2 separate regions of the Danio rerio genome follow, and region 2 is linked to region 1. Evidence: chromatin contacts called from public HiCAR-type data. All regions are on one chromosome and are shown on one strand. The core of a region is the stretch at or near the end of the contact, and the rest is flanking DNA. Distances in the headings are between cores, read along the strand shown.

Evidence for each region. HiCAR-type assays count read pairs that join an accessible place to other places.
Region 2: a contact with region 1 is called in a HiCAR-type map of caudal fin, with 6 times the contacts expected there. The contact joins the promoter of rps6ka3b here to the promoter of zgc:112982 in region 1. A contact is called at or near these places in 5 of 18 Hi-C or Micro-C datasets (caudal fin, embryo, hematopoietic stem cells and 1 more) and 3 of 4 datasets of contacts at active chromatin or transcription factors (caudal fin, embryo and gastrula embryo).

Annotation. Positions count from the first base shown.
Region 1 is chr24:28,038,124-28,041,285 of GRCz12tu, forward strand. zgc:112982 reads right to left here and starts at 1,427. Exons shown (of 13, transcript NM_001430902.1): 1 at 1,222-1,427.
Region 2 is chr24:28,191,697-28,194,818 of GRCz12tu, forward strand. rps6ka3b (ribosomal protein S6 kinase, polypeptide 3b) reads right to left here and starts at 1,274. Exons shown (of 21, transcript NM_001083026.2): 1 at 1,005-1,274. The coding sequence starts at 1,067. It overlaps pdha1b (pyruvate dehydrogenase E1 subunit alpha 1b), which reads right to left. Exons shown (of 11, transcript NM_001002399.1): 11 at 3,094-3,122.

The DNA.
Region 1 (3,162 bases), core at 177-2,676:
TCTGTAATGAAACTATGATTTTCTATTATTGTCTAGTCATTCATTATTAATATGATGAAAAAGACTTGTATATTGAAATATTGATATGCATTTTTTAAAATTAAGACATAGATATTTAAGCTAAATTTAATGGTATTATAATTGTAATACAATAACAAAGCACTCAGTGTGCCAAAGGTAGTGCTATCGCCTAATTTAATAGCGCCTTGTTCGAGAAAGGTTTGAGTAATCATCTTGGTCATGAGTAGGCCCACATGGAATCTGCACACGCAGAATTCCGCAGATTTTTAACCCATCATCGATTCTGTTTTTAACTTGTGTAAATGTATTGTTTTTAAACTAATTACAGTAATATTATTGACTAATATGAAAATATTTATGATTTATTTACAATAAAGTTTGTAAAGTAATATTTTCTGACTTTTTGTAGAATATTATATGAGAGACTTGCTTTGTTACCAAATAAAGTGGATCTTATTGGATTTGCATTGTAAACAATAAATAACTGTTAAAAATGTATTACTTTTTATTTCATATATATTGAGGTTTTAGTTATGATACTCCCAAAATTATTTTAACACAATTCTGCGCAGAAACAGCAAAAAATGCCCGCAGATTCCGTCTGGCCCTAGTTACGAGTTATCATTAAAATGCCTTTTTTTGCAAGCATTGTCGAAAGATTTTGGTCGCATATTGGAACAATAATTTTAGGCCTGAAAAACAGCGGTGTAGGAAATACTGTTGATATTAAAAACGCACTTATTTTATATCATGTTAAAATAGATAACACTCAAGAGAAATAATAATACATAAATAATTACCACAACTAACGTTACCGTTAGCGTATTAAGGGCTGAACTAAAGTAACGTTAGTTTAACATCTTTCCGAAATCTGACAAAACCACAAAGACAATATCAAAACACAGCGCATGTATAATAACATTAACAGTTAAAACACTCCAAATGGCACTGTAACTCGCTGTGCTAGATTAGCTTAAGTTAATCATTGTGCTGCGCGTTCTCGACATTTCTTAGAATTATGGAGGGTTCGGAAATTTAAAAGGCCCGAGCAATAACACGATCAATAAGGATGAGAAACTTTAAGCAATCCCAGAATAGAATAAAAATGTTAAAGAATAGAGAAACGCATACAAACAACCACAATATCAAGTATAAAACAACAGTTTGAATGTTATATCGATTAGCATTAGCCTTACATACCCCGCGCGATGGCTTCCACAAACTGCTAGACGATGCGTCCACCAAAATACCAGTTTCTCGCGATAGAAAACAACGGACTATGGAACATTTAATTAAATAACAGATTGAGATATTGCCATAGTCAATACGACGGATCAAATATGGATGGATTGTTGACAGATGAATATAACCACACGACCAACTTGCCCTAGCGATGCATACACAAGATTGAGCCGGAAGTGAATGAGTGAAAGCCTCGTTTTCACCAGCAGCACTCGAGAGCGCCTGCGCGAGCCACTGGCCCCTAAAGAAGCAATCCATTAAAAACATCTTTAAATATATGTATATTTTTATTATTATAAGGAAAGACAGCTTAGTCTTTAGTTTATGTAGTTTTTAAATAAAATAATTGAAATGGTTAAAATCCTTAAAAGTATTTTTTTTTAAGTTATTAGATCTGATGACAAAAAAAAAACAACTTTAATTTTAGTTTAAAACTATAGTTTAGGTCACAATTCAAGGTATTAACTAGCTTATTATCTAAGACATGATTGTTCCTTACTAGTTAAAAAGTATGATCTTATTTTGCATCCCAAATCCTTCCCAAACCCAACCTCCACCTTATAACAGATAATTTTAGTAGTTTGTTAAGCTAGTGGTGTTACTTAATGCTTTGTTAATACCGTGAATTGTGACCAACCAAATGTTGGTTTTCGAACACAGACATTTTTTCTTATATGCCCTTATGGGTAACATTTTTTAAAAAATTTGATGTACAAGTGGTAAATATTCCTCACGGAACCATCGATAACAATAAAGAACTTTATTTTCAAAAGTATTGTCCTCTAAATCAGATCAGAGGGCTGTATCATGAAGCTAGATAAGCTGGCTAGTCAGTTTAGTTTCTGTTTTGTTCTGGGTTTTAGGTACCATGCAGGCGACTCAGCTGCTCCATAACACCATGGCAACAAAAAACTGATTAAAGACACGCTGCTTTCATGATACCTACACCCAAGATCGCTGCAAACTAAACTGAAACTTAACTGGCTATCCAGCTTGATGGTACAGGCCCCAGCTCTTACATCTCAAATAGTTTAGTACAGTGAGCCAAGAAAATATTCCACACCACCAGTAACAGACTGTAGTTAATTCAAGGCACTTTGAAACCATGCTTTCATGTTGTTTTAGCTCAATTTTAGGCCATACCATTAAATGTAGCAGCAGAAATTGAGACTCATCCCCAGACCAGGCACATTTTTGTACAATCATAGATTTTGTTTTCTGTGTATATGTTGGTGCGTTTACATTTAAAAGAGTTACTGTAGTCTCTCTTTTAGCTCAAACCAGCATGTAATTTTTTCTCTAATATTATTCTACCATGCTCTAAAGATGGTTGAGATTAAAATCCCATCAGATCAACAGTTTCTGAAATTCAAAGTCACTTATCCACCTTTGTTCCCTATATGCTTGGTTTAAACTTGTTGAGGCTATATGATGCTGTTTTATCCCCCTCATTATGCTCTCCGTTGTGTTAGCATACCCTGCTAGAAGTAAACGTGTTTCATGAATGTTTTAATGGACTTTTGGGTAACACTTTAACAGTACATGAATAATGAAACATTATTTTATTGTGAATTATTGAAGAGTTAAGGCGCACGCTAATCATAAACTAACTTTAACTACAACATGAGTCACATTAGTGCCATAGTTACTTGTTAGTACATGTTGTTAATTAGTTTAATTAACATTTGCGTTTAAGCTAAATGTAACCAACATGAACTCATGAGCTGTTGATGTATAATTATTTCGTCACTTTACTTGGAGGAGCACAACATCATTAAATCATCCTTAACTACTCATGAACTCCTGTCTTAAAACTGTTCGTGTTGATGTTGACAGAACACTTTTCTATTTTCATTCAGTGTAAATGCACTAGTTGGACATGCATAAGTGCATGAGTAG
Region 2 (3,122 bases), core at 24-2,523, 150 kb after region 1:
AAATTAATATTTTTGATAGAAAGCCATACATTATTATATTTGTGCATATACATTAGATTAGTCGTTACATTAGAAGCCAAATCTGGAGCTTATCTAACAAAATAACTTACGATAACAGTCCAAAAACTAGTACACCCAAATTTATGTTATAGAAAAATATTAAATACAAATGCAAAAATAAATAGTTTTTTTTTAATTTGGTTGACATTTTGTAGGTTGTAATTTCTTTTTTCTTTTTTGCAATAATTTGTTTGCTTTAATTGTGCTTTATTTCAATTTCTAAACATGTTTGATGACTAAAATATTATTTTGATAAATATATCCGTTTAATAAATCTGATTTGTTTAAATGCACCAAAATTTATTGGAAATGGATACAAATATCCCATTTTTAAAATGGGCTGTACTTAAGTATGCTGAGCACTGTATTTATTTAAAATGACTTGTCATCAGATTTTCTTGCCATCTACTATAAACTATTGTTACACAATTACTTTTTAAAGGGTTTCTGTATGACAATTTATGGCAGTTTCTTCCTTCTTTAGTTCAAAAAAATATTTTAAAGTTCAGTGTTAACTAAATTTACATTTCTCGGTGACAAAGCAAAGATTCATTCTAAAGATGAACAGATTCATCACCACCAAACTGTCATCATCAGCACGAATCAGATTGAGATCCACGAACATTACGTTGTAGTCTCATTCATCAAAACTTTAAAGTCCATTAACAAAACATATCATACAATATGAATTCGCATGCTACTTCCAAAGTAACTACAAGTCAAAAAATGTGAAAGGCCTTTGACATGCGGATCGTTTTAAAAGCATTTACGCGCACGGGTCACACGCTATAACCGCTAATCCCCAACATCGGATATACAGATAGAGATCTGGAACAGGTTGTACACAAACGCCACACAGAAACGAAACGGCGTCAAAAACAGAAGTGCTGCTTATATTATGAACATGTCAGCGATTTAAACCTGTGAATGCAGCGGAGACTCACCTCGCTCGCCGCACTCCCGATTGCCATCTTTCTCCAAGGGTCAACTAGTTGTGCCAGGGGCATCTTCACTTTTTGCAAGGCTCCTTTTTTAAATAAATCAGACTCAAAAGGGAAATTCTGAGGCACTTTGAAGAAATTACGTCTGGTTGTTTCCGCGCTTTTGACACTGAGTGAAGAAAGCTGGGTATCCGTTGCGCATCCAAAAGCGCCGCCACCTTTTCCTCCGCTCACCTCTGCCAGTCAGTGCAGCGTTTCCATAGGAATAAAATGACCGTGCCCCTGATCTCGTGCCAGTCGCCCTCTCTCTCTCGCTCTCTCCCCTCTGACAGAAAAAACACACGTTCACGCGCTCTACTCACTTCCGCTTCTTCCAGTGTGACGAATCGGATTGGCTATTGCGCTTGTCACTTATTGACAGAAGGGCGGGGCTGAAGCTGTGGCGCTCAAATAGACGGACAGGTGAGAGCGCAATGCATCCTTTACCTCCTCCACCTGTGTTTGAGACTAAATGTACGTATTTAAATAATAATCACGTTTATTTACTATAATCTCTTTTCTGTATATTTGTAATACGGATAACTTTTTTAAGAAAACTGTAGCCTACCATATTTATTCATTAATATGTTGTATTTTGAGAGGATTTTATGACCACTAGATGATATAGGCCTATATCTCGTAATTATATACCATTTCAGTGTGGTCATGTCATTGGCCCATGAACATTTCCTTCTTGTTAGAACTATTTTATAACTGTAACAAGAGGCATTTCAATAACTTAATGTTAAAACAGCTATCATAGCATTATTTATCAATATGTGGCTTATTTTGGATTCTCAGAAGCTATAGAAAATAAAAATGTAAAGCAGGAAATATGTTGGGACCATTGTTTTTGTTTACATCCCTCTGCACAAATAGAGTTGTTCTAAGTAGAGTTTACTCCACTGCATATCAACCTATGTTTTTGGGGGTAACGTTCATTCATTTATTTACTTTTCTGCTTAGTCCCTTTACTAATCATGGGTCGCCACAGTAGAATGAACCGCCGACTTATCCAGCATATGTTTTACACAGCGGATGCCCTTCAAGCCACAACCTAACACCGGGAAACACCCATACACTCTAGCATTCACTCGAACCAGTGACCTTCTTGCTGTGAGGCGATTGTGCTACCCACTGCACCACCGTGACGTCCCTTGTGGTAACATATTTAGCCTATATAAAAATAAATTCTTACACAGTATTATACTTTATCTGAAACTAGTAGTAAATCTGGTCAGCAATAGCACTATTTTACATATTCAGACTTTAATTTTGGACACAAAATATTAACTTCTTGTCCATATGCAAACATAAATGAAAAATAATTAATAGTTATTTTTAATGTTAATTTCACTGCATTTTTTCCATGTACACCGAAACCAACAATGGGCACACTTAAATATTAGGCTACGTGTAGTAAATGTTGTTAGTCAGTGTCTAGACTGATGCATCATAACCCATCATCACTTTTGGGTAACATCATATGACACACATGCACTGGAAAGTACGCAAGAATTTAGGCTGCCTCCAATGAATTGGCATTTATTTTACAGCTGTGATTTGAACATTTTTAAGCAGGTGAAGAGAGGGCGACATCTGCTGGTAAGTCTGATCAATTCTTCAGTTTAAATCAGTAAATTAGGATTTACAGTAGCAAACCAAATTAACAATGGCACAGACAGCCAATTTCAAATTACAGTTCTACATTTTAACCTTAATTAAATCATTTTAGTTCCCATTACATGTTTTTTTAAACTCTGATTTGGACTCAAAAGTCAAACTTTGCTGAATAATTATTATAGCTATATTATGTTTTGTAAATGGTATTTCTGAGCATTCAAAATATCCGGTTTATTTTAACCAAATTTTTCTTGCATATATACTGTTATATATGTTAAGGAACCATTACATTTTGCATGTTTCCAAACATTAGGGATAAAGTACTGTTCCCTTAATGTTCAATAGCAAAAAGAAACAACATTATTTATTTGGTAACATTTTGAGAACATTATTAATATAAACATAAAGTCAACAAAAAAAAGACTCTTAATTGAAGTTCAATTACTGTAATGTTTATTC